Linked DNA regions of Sus scrofa: region 2 is linked to region 1. Evidence: chromatin contacts called from public HiChIP or PLAC-seq data. All regions are on one chromosome and are shown on one strand. The core of a region is the stretch at or near the end of the contact, and the rest is flanking DNA. Distances in the headings are between cores, read along the strand shown.

Region 1 (5,371 bases), core at 1,345-3,844:
TTTTTTTTTGTTTTTTTTTTTTTCATCTTTTTAGGGCCGAACCCCCGGCACATGGAGATTCCCAGGCTAGGGGTCAAATGGGAGTTGCAGCCGCCAGCCTACACCACAGCCACAGCAATGCCAGATCCAAGTTATATCTGCGACCTACACCACAGCTCACGGCAACGCCGGATCCTTAACCCACTGGGCGAGGCCAGGGATGGAACCTGTGTCCTCATGGATACTCGTCAGGGTCATTTGCACTGCGCCACAATGGAAACTCCCAAGAAGATGTATTATCAGGAAGTGGATACCATCATCACGGGCAGACAAGTCCCCAGATCTGCCAGCTGAGTCAGCAAGCGGGTGACCAGCAATGCTGAGGGTACAGCTTTCATGCAAAGGCCACAGGAGGCTCATGATCCGGGAAGAGCCCGTGTTTCAGCTCAAGTCTAAAAGCAAGAAAAAGCCCATTTCTCAGTTGGAAAGCGACCAGGGAGGCGGCGTTCTCCTTTACCCGGGGGAGGGCCAACCTTTGAGTCCGACTCAGGCCGTCAACAGATTGGGCGAGGCCCACCCGCGGGAAAGAGGGAGGGCCGGCGACCGGCTTTACTAGGTCTCCTGATTGAAATGTGCATCTCACCTCACAGAAGCACCCAGGATAACGTCTGACCCAACCCCTGGGCACCCTGGGACCGGTCCAGCTGACACCTCAGTCAAGCGTCACAAAGATCGGGGGCAGATCTTTGGCCCAGAGGTCCCTGGCCCAAGGGGCGCTCCCAGGGTTAGGGAGGGGCTGGACAGCAGGTGGAGCGCCGAGAGCCTGGCGCACTGCTGCCCATCATGGGAGGGGCCAGAGCACATCCTCATCATGACAGAGCCAGCCCCCGCCCACCAGTGCCTGCCCTTCTGGACCACAAGCGCCACTGCTCCTCAACAGCGCGTCTTTCCAACACAAGGTCAGGCTAGAGCAGCGCTTCTAAGACCAGGACGTGCATAGGGATCGCCTAGGTGCTCCTGCAAAAATGCAGATTCTGTGCCGTCTGGGGTGGGGCCTGGGGTTCAGCCTTGCTCATAAAATCCCAGGAGCTGCCGATGCTGCTGGTCCACGGGCCCCGCTGAGCAGTGACGTCTAGAACAGACATATCTTCTTCACGTTATCTCCAGGGACAGAAAAGGTCCAGCTCTTCTCTTTTTACTTATTTGTTTTTATCTTATTTATTGATTTATTTATTGATTGATTGATTGATTTTTTACCAACGTACCTACAGTATATGGAAGTTCCCAGGCCAGGAGTTGAATCCAAGCTCTAGCTGCCAGCCTACACCACTGCCACATCTGCAACCTACAGCATGGCTTGTGGCTTCACAGCATCCTTAACCCACTGAGCAAGGCCGGGATTGAACCCACGTCCTCACAGAAGCTAGGTCAGGTTCTTAACCCCCTGAGGCACAATGGGAACTCCAGGTCCAGCTTTGCTCTTACTTCCGGTTCATTTATGACCAGAACCTGACCTAGCCCGTGTCCTTTCTTCCCAACTCCAGCCCCATGGTTTTAGCCCTAAGAAACCTTAATAAGATGCTGGCTGAGAAGCGGGTTTCTCTCTAAGGACACACCATCAGAAGGCCTGTCAAAGATACTGTGTTCCATTACACCTGGTCACGGCGCAGGAGATGCTGTTTGCCCTGCTGTCGCTGTTCTTCCAACACCACGTGGCCTCGGGAGCACAGCCCTAAGCAGCTTGGATTGGTTCTGGTGTGGCTGCTACACCATCGTCTGGGTTTAGTTACCATGTTTCCCCTCTAGATGCCCTACGCCCTCAAAGACACCACCGTCACCAAAGTCATAATAAACATACTATGACACGGTTTCATAGTTTGGACGCATACACACGGCCGCACCTCCGCCCAACGCCCATCCTTCAAACACCAGCTCGGAGTTCCCTGGTGGTGCAGCAGGTTAAGGATCTGGCATTGTCCCTGCTGTGGTGAGGGTTCGATCCCTGCCCCAGGAACTTCCATGCCATGGACACAGCCAAAAAAAACCACACACACACACACACACACACACACACAAACAAAAAACAAGGAGCTCCCATTGTAGCTCAGCAGGTTACGAACCCAACTAGTCTCCATGAGGACAAGGGTTCAATCCCTGGCCTTGATCAGTGGGTTAAGGATCTGGCATTGCCCTGAGCTGCAGTGTAGATTGCAGACATGACTCAGATCCTATATTGCTGTGGCTGTGGTGTAGACCAGCAGCTGCAGCTCCAATTTGACCCCTAGCCTGGGAACTTCCATGTGCCACAGCTGTGGCCCTAAAACGCAAAAAAGCAAAACAAAAAACACCAGCTCAGGCTTCACCTGCTCTGAAAACCCTTCTCTAGGCTGATGAGAGAGCCCCTATCATATCTCAAAGTTTTGCTGACTTACACGTCCTATTTCCTTCTATAAACTCCTCCAAGATAGAAACAGCGTCTCATACACCTACAGGTGTGTGTGCTGCTCAGAAGAGCGTCCAGAGCGAATGAGGGAACTGACCGTGGTGTATCCCGCAGGGCCACGTCTTCTTTTCTCCATGTAGCTGATGAGGAAACCCAGGCTGAGGAAGTAAGTGGTCTGGCCAAGGTCACACCAGTTGTTGCCCAAATGCTGACCGATTCAGAGTGGGACGCACCCTGCCACGTCACCGCCCTCGAAACTGCCTTTGTCTTTATAAGATCCCCTGAGAGGTTTTGCTGAAGTTGCCCCTCGAATAAAGCGGTGTGCCACGCCCTGCTCCATATGAGCTGACTTGTCACACACAGAAGTGTCACAATTTACCTGCACTTGCAAGCAGAGCTGCCTGCGTGCTCGGCAGGTAGCAAAGAGAATCCGTCTGCGTTCCGTGTGTCACCAGGTCTGACTTCGTATCTCACTCTGACTGGGGACCAGTATATGCATAGGGTGCAGTCCCGGTCAATTAGCAAGCTGAACCCCGAGGCTGACTCTCCCAGGTTAGCGGTCAATTTTAGCTTTGAATTTTCCAAAAGTGACTCTGTCTGGCCTTCACATGGTTGGAGTTCAGCATTTAAAAACATGTGCTGTGTAATATTTTTTTCCCCTTCTTTGGCATTTAAAATTTTCCATGTGTTTAAGTGAAATCCAATATGTGAATAAACAGAAATTAACTCATCAAAATGAAAGCAGGAAGAAGCCCGTTATTTCCAAGACTTTTTGCCAAAGCCTCTTGACGCTTTCTGGAGAGGCAGAACCAGCTGTCTGTTGAGATTCAGGTGACGCTTCGCAAACCTGGCATCCATTTTTATAAAGTAAGGCACATAAAAGCCCCCAAAGAGAAGCTGTGGAACCCAGCTGTGTCCAAAAAACAAAAGACACATAATGCATTTAATTAGCAGGAGTAGGAATTGGGCTGGTGAGACACTTCAGATTCATCTTCATATTACATTTTTTCTTAAACATGCTCTCTAATTTTTTTAAAACTCGGTAAGAGTGCTATAAAGTTTACTGTTCACATGCCAAGCAGCCTGAATCAACTCAGTCATTCAAAATTATCAGACTGTTTGCACATCCAATAACTAAAGATGAATACAAACTACAGGCCTCAGCATCCATTCCTGTGCTCCCAGGGGATGTGTGATCCAGCCAGCCAAGCCCAGGCCAAGGTCTGCCACACATAAAAATATTTATCAGCCAGCAGGCACAAAAACAGCCATTTCTGTAAGCTCTGGGAAGCACCAGGGCTCAGACCTTTCCTTGGAATGGTCATTCAAAACAGACAGAACTGTATTCCAGCAGTCGTGTTCAGCTACCACGCTCATGGGATCCAGTTGCTAGAACCTTCTGTTGATAGATGGACTCAAGACACACTAGAGTGACTGGTTCAGACAACACTCCCAAGTTCACAGCTTGCTGGCATCACTGGATGCCCACACCCAGAGCGAGAGTACCTTTAAGTAGTTCTAACCAACTCACACAGCTCGAGCGCCACTTACTACTCCGATGAAAAATAGCTTCATAAATTTATTAGGCTCGTTAGGGAACCCTTGAGAACTGACCAGAAATAAAGACCACAAAAACCATGGAGTCGCCTCTCCGTGCTAGTAACCAGTCCCAAAGGGTATGGCCAGTTGGAGTACTTGACACGCTAACTAACAATCCCAAAGAGGATTAAGAATGAACACACACACACACATGTCTACACTGCAATATTTTAAAGTACCTTTTAAAAGCAAAATATTTAAAAGTAAATATTATGTACATACAATAGCTAGGCAAAAGAAAAGAATTTAACAGTGATGGATGGATTTTATAAAGACATACAGAAGTGCAGGGAGGGCTCCTCCCATAAAAAGGAGCCCACTTTTAACCTTAGTTTGCTATATTTGTTTAAAAAACAATCACCGCTTAGCCTCTTGGTTTGAAATCCAAACAGGGCCCCAAGGAAGGGACAAGACTTGCTCAAGGTTGTCCTGAGAATGAATGGCAGAGCCAAAACTGGCACCCATCTGGAGCCTTTCCGTGGTTGACGTGGAGCTTCTGAAAAGGAAACTTCTTGAATATGAAAATGATGCATAACTTTTGGCGGGAAATGCATCCAGGAAAACGAAACTCTGACGATGGAACACACCAGGTTAGCCACAATTCTGCCCTCGGAGCCCCACTGGGGCAGCTCCTCCCAAAGGGTAACACAGAGGTTCTCTGTACCTTCTCACTTCAGTTTGCAGAACTCCATGACACGTCATGCACAGCGATGTAGATGGCTGTTATCTAATCTGGTTTTATATAGGAAGCAATCCCCTATGATGTGTGATAGGCTTCCAAACCATGACTTTTGTGAAGGTTGCACGACACGTCGTGTTTTATTGATTTGTTCATTCCTCTATTTTTGGACCTAAAGGTTATCTCAAAGGGTTTGTTATAATGACTTTAAAATGAGGAGTTCCTGTCGTGGTGCAGTGGTTAACGAATCCGACTAGGAACCATGAGGTTGCAGGTTCGGTCCCTGGCATTGCTCAGTGAGTTAAGGACCTGGCGCTATTTGACAAAGTCCAACATCCATTCATGATCAAGACCCTCGCCAAAGTGGGTATAGAGGGAACATTCCTGAATATAATCAAAGCCATTTATGATAAACCCACAGCAAATATAATACTCAATGGGGAAAAACTGAAAGCCTTCTCACTCAAATCTGGAACAAGACAGCGATGCCCACTCTCACCACTGCTCTTCAACAGAGTTTTGGAAGTCCTAGCCACAGCAATTAGACAAACAGAAGAAATACAAGGCATCCATATAGGAAGAGAAGAGATCAAACTGTCACTGTATGCAGATGACGTGATACTATACATAGAAAACCCTAAGGACTCAACCCAAAAACTACCTGAACTGAT
Region 2 (5,371 bases), core at 1,396-3,895, 130 kb after region 1:
ATGGCCTGCGTTCCGGTTTTTAGCCTACATTCCCAGTCGCCCTTCCAGGTATCTGGAGTAAGAGGCGACCAAGCCGAGGACACATGAGCGAAGGCGCTGGCGCCGGATGTGGGTTCAGGGAAGAGCCAGGCAGGGGGAGAGGGCTGGAGAATGGCGGGGCACTGGTCAGGCCACATCTCGTGGCTCCTGATCCCAGCAAGGCACCAAGAGGCACCCAGAAGGACGAGCAAGGGGCCGGGAGGGACCTTGGTGTTCACGGCTGTTTGTATCACAAGGGCCAGAAACAGCCCGGTGGGTGGCAGGTGTCCGGCCACACAGGTTGACAGAACGCACGTTTGTTTAAAGACCGGCCTCTGGTTACTGGATGAAGAACGGGTTATATAACCCGCAGACGACGGTCCTGGGACCCTGCAGTGACAGTGACATTCAGAATCTCTGGCTGAGGTTGCTAAGGCAGGGGCGGGGAGGAGAGCTCAAGATACAGGCCCCTGCATGGCAGGAGTTTCAAAGGACTTGGCTCCCCTTTTCCCTTCCACTCTTCCCCCGAAGCGCATTCAGCCTGCAAAACCACAAGGGCAGTGCAAGCCAGAAACCTTTATTCTGGGAAATTCCTCTCCAAGGTTTGAAAACAAGAGGCAGGGGTGGGGCAGAACGAGAGCCAGGTGCTGGAATCCATCACTCTTCATGCTTTTATTGATTTATTTTGTCCTTTCAGGGCCGCACCCGCGGCACAGGGACGTTCCCGGGCCGGGGGGCGAATGGGAGCTGCAGCTCCCAGCTACACCACAGCCACAGCAACACGGGATCCGAGCCACATCTGCACCTACACTGCAGCCGCGGCAACGCCGGATCCTTAAGCTGCTCAGCGAGGCCAGGGATCAAACCCACATCCTCACAGATGCTGTGTTGGGTCCTTAACCCTCTGAGCCACAACAGGAACTCTGAGGACCCCATTCCTGGACATTGGGACCTGCAACCATAGTATACAAGGAGGTAAGGGACTCTCAGATCCTGGAATAAGGACCAATTAATGGGAAATTTGCTGAGAAACTCATGCATCAGTTTCTCTGCCCCACCAGGCACAGAATCCTTTCTTCACAGACAAAGCGTCCCTGAGCAGATCTGAACGTTCTATTCCGACCAGCAGCTGATCTCCTAGAAACGTACCAGGAGGGCAGTCTAGTTTCAACACCATTCTCTTACTGGTCTGGTTTGGGACTTATTCTCCCTGGGCTGGACCATCTCTGACTGCACTGCTAAAATCCAGCTTCTCTCTCTCTCTCTCTTCTCTTTTTTAGGGCCTGCACCTCTGGCATATGGAAGTTCCCAGGCTAGGGGTCGAATCAGAGCTGCCAGTCTATGCCACAGCCCCAGCAACTCGGGATCCAAGCCACATCTACAACTTAACACCACTGCTCACGGCAACAGATCCTTAACCCACTGAGCGAGGCCCGGGATCGAACCCAAGTCCTCATGGATGCTAGTGAGGTTTGTCACCTGCTGAGCCACAACGGGAACGCCTAAAATACAACTTCTAAAGTAGGTGGAGGGTTTTCTGAGAACATCACTAAATAACTGAGGCTAAGTTAGACAATTCTGGAATTCTTACGTTTGATAGCTGAGATTGTTTCTTCATCGCTAAGAAAGCTATTGCTCAGCCATTAGTCATGGGACAAAGAGGCCAGACGGATGCCAGGGACAGTGAGGACACCCTCTAAAGACCTGAGCAGCCCCTGGCCCTCACTGCCCCAGGGCAAGCTCATGACAGCACAGCTACCGGTTACGAGGCAGGAGGAGGGACGGCCAGCGCCGCCCTGGTACAGAAGGCTGGACCTTGAATCTGCACGCAGACACTCAGCACTGCTCTCTGGGGTCAATGGACACATCCCACCTGGCCTTCCTCTGCCACCCATCCCCCAAACACCAATAACCTCTTTTTTGGTTGTTGTTCTTTTTACAGCGGCACCTGTGGAATATGGACGTTCACAGGCTAGGGATCAAATCAGAGCTGCATCTGCGACCTACACCACAGCTCACAGCAACGCTGGATCCTTAACCCACTAAGCAAGGCCAGGGATTGAACCCGCATCCTCATAGACACTAGTTGGATTCCTAACCCACTGAGCCGCAATGCAAACCCCAGGAACCTCTTCATGTAAAAAGACAGCGGATATAGCAGAATTTTCCCAAGAGCCAAAAGCCCAAGTGCCCATCGACAGATGAAGGATAAACAAAATGAGGTAGAGCCGCACAGTGGAACGTTACTCAGCCATGAAAAGGGCGAGAGGTCCTGACACACATGGCGACGTGGATAAACCTGAAAACAGGACCACTGTGCACTGAACTGTGTGACCCTGAAACCCCGCATTGAGGCCCTGACCCCAGGACCTCAGACTCTGGTTACATTTGGACACAGGGGCTTTAAAGGAGGAATTAGTTAAATGAGGCCATTAGAGTGACCCCCCCCCAACACACACACACACAGAGCAAAGAGCCAAAGTCAAAACAACCCAGGTTCCCTGCCCAGGCCCCTGGCAGGACAGAAAGTGACAAGTGGCCCACCCTCTGCCACGCGCGGCGGGGGCGACGTGCCAGGAGCCACCACGGTGGAGAGAGTGGGGCACGGGCCGTGTTGCAAACCTGCCTGGCCCCGCGGTGCGATTGCCCCATCAGGGCTGGCATCCTTGCCCCGGCTCTGTTCCCCTTGTACTTCCTCCTTCTCTGGGTGGAAAACATTCTAAAAATAGATCAAGATCGGGGCCAGAAAGTTTAAAGGCAGGTTTTGGAAAACAACACTGACGACATGGTGGAGCGCCCCCCGCAGCCAGGCCGGGCTATGGCACAGGCTCCGTCCCCGGGCGCGGTGGTTCCTTGCTGGGTGGCGCCCTGGAAGGGATGGGAAGAGACTCGTGAGGTCAGCGACAGAGCTAGACGGGCAATAAGGAGCAAGAGGAGATAAAATGACAACCCCGGACAAACCCGGGGGAGCAGACTTGCATCGTGAGCAGAAACCAGATTGTGGCCGGAGGCAGGGGGCAGCTGCGGGACAGACTGGGGACGAGGGCCTGCCCCGGGGAGCCCCACCCATCTCACCGGGCAGGACCCGTCCCTGGTGTGGAATGACCCAGCCAGCTCAGGGGTCCTTTTTTGCTGGGAGGCCTTCGAGTCTAGAACTGGGACCCTCCGTGACCCCGGGTCCTGCTGCTGACGCAGCACCTCGTTCCCCGTTGAAGCCGCCTGGGGGTGGCCGAGAGGCTGGGAGCCGCAGACTGGGTGTGACACTCCTTGACCAGCCCCCTGGAATGCGACAGCCCCCGGGGCGACCCAGCTGACTGCTCCTTCTTTCAAGGCACGTGCTGGGGCCATGGGGGACCTCAGTGGTGGCCCTGCTCAGCCAGAGACTCTAGCTTGGAATCCAGAGGAAAACAGAGTAAGACACCGGCCCAGCACTGCCTCAGATTATCAAAACCTCAGGGGTCCCCAGGGGCGCTCACCCCCACTAGGAAATAGTTCTGTTTCAAACTTCTAATTTTTGAATCCGTGAATACGACTTTTACCTATCTTTCCTATGGCAACTTTAGAGGCTTCTGGCTCCGGTCTCCCTGTGAGAGAACTTGCTCCCTGGCTGTGAGGAGTGCAGGTAAAGGCATCTCCAGCAGCAGCATGCTGGGGTCCATGGTGGCCTCCAAGCCCAGGCCCTTTTCAGCAGCTCCTGGGCCATGGCTGCACCCAGCAGGGCACCAGAGCCTGGCTGGTTCTGCCCCCAATGGACCAGCTTTGCACCTGAGCTCCCCCCACCCCGGGGCCAGGGAGACCTCTGAGATGCCCTACATCTTCCCACGGCACCCCCACCCCCCACCCACCCAGCTTCCTTCCCACTCGGTCACCGCGTCAGGCCTGCAACCCGCTTCCTTTATCTTTCACGAGCAACGGGCCCCCAGTCAACCTCTTGCAGGTCCAGCTCCATCCTACTGGCCGCTTCTCAGAGGACCCAACCAACACACCTGCCTTTAAAATAAAACAGCTTGAGGAGTTCCCGTGGTGGCACAGTGGGTTAAGAATCTGATGGCAGCAGCTCAGGTCGCTGCAGAGGCGCAGGTTCAATCCCCAGCCTGGGGCAGTGGGTGTCAAGGATCTGGGGTTGCGCAGCTTCAGGCTGGATTCAATCCCTGGCCCGGGAACTTCCATATGGCACGGGTGCAGCCATAAAAAAATAAATTAAATAAACGAGCTCAAGACCATGCGAGTGTTAGGGCAGAACTTAGGGTACAAAGCAAGAGGGCGCCTGACGCCTGGCTGGCTCAGCACTCAGATAAATGACCAGCAGGCGCTCTGAGGGGTTTGGCCAACTACAGCATTAGATGGATTTAGTCTCAGCTATTTAGCAGTTCATGGGTACCCGGTATTGATCACTGTGTAAGGGTGGGAACCACAAGAAACCGTGAGGCTGGCATGTGAGTGCATGAGAAAATATGTCCAAAAAGACACAGGGGAGTTCCTGTTGAAGCCCAGCAGTAACGAACCCAACTAGCATCCCTGAGGACGTGGGTTCGATCCCTCGCCTCACTCCGTAGGTTAAGGATCTGGCGTTGCTGTGGCTCTGGTGTAGACTGGCAGCTGCAGCTCCGATTCAACCCCTAGCCAGGAACTTCCATGTACTGAAAAAGAAAAGAAAAAAACACAAGTACACAGGGGCCTGCTTTAAGGGGTTCCCCTGGCCGGATCAGGTATGAATTGAGCAACAAAATTATAACCCAGAGGAAAATGAGAATCCCCGGACCCATTCACATGTAATAAAATGAATAAGTGAATGAGTGAATGAGTGCAAGAGATGAGAAAGCGTCTCCTTACTCAGAATTCCTACAAATAAAGAAGGAATGATGGAACCTCTAAGGCACATGAGAATCACCACAGTAGTAATTATTTCAGACCAGAGTCACTGGGTAGCTCTAAGTTTGACAAGAAACGGGATAGCTGCAAAGCCTCAGAGTATCTGTCCCCAAGTACTTATTAGTCCCAAAGGAGGAAGAGTAACCTCACCACAGAGGAAGCTGGCAGATGCCATCCCGCACAAGGGAGCAACACGGGAAGGGGACATGTGTGTGTCCAGATGTGATGCTTCAAGAATGCAGCCCTCCTCCCTGGGACACCTGCCCAAAAAGCAGAGCCCTGACCCAAACATCAAGAAGCAACAAACAAACCCAAGTGGAGGGTTAGTCTGAGAAAGCGACGGCCTGAGTCCCGAGGAGATCTTTGCACACCTGTGTTCAAAACAGCATCATTCATGGTAGCCAAGAGGTGGAAGCCACCCAAACATCCATCCTCAGGCTAGTGGATGAACAGAGTGTGTTCCGTCCACCCCGAGGAATAT

The links. HiChIP or PLAC-seq counts read pairs in DNA pulled down with a chosen protein or histone mark.
Region 2: a contact with region 1 is called in an H3K27ac HiChIP or PLAC-seq map of alveolar macrophages. The contact joins two enhancer-like sites. A contact is called at or near these places in 1 of 47 Hi-C or Micro-C datasets (liver) and 1 of 2 datasets of contacts at active chromatin or transcription factors (alveolar macrophages).

The regions. Positions count from the first base shown.
Region 1 is chr10:64,679,532-64,684,902 of Sscrofa11.1, forward strand. No RefSeq gene overlaps it. Among named protein-coding and RNA genes, the nearest start is that of PFKFB3, 180 kb to the right of the region's middle. Within about 2 kb of position 2,595, at least 6 of the 83 cell types and tissues checked have an H3K27ac peak or open chromatin away from gene starts, as enhancers often do. A contact at or near this core is called in alveolar macrophages, where this site is marked.
Region 2 is chr10:64,809,871-64,815,241 of Sscrofa11.1, forward strand. All of the region lies in intron 1 of PFKFB3 (6-phosphofructo-2-kinase/fructose-2,6-bisphosphatase 3), which reads right to left. Among named protein-coding and RNA genes, the nearest start is that of PFKFB3, 47 kb to the right of the region's middle. Within about 2 kb of position 2,646, at least 12 of the 83 cell types and tissues checked have an H3K27ac peak or open chromatin away from gene starts, as enhancers often do. A contact at or near this core is called in alveolar macrophages, where this site is marked.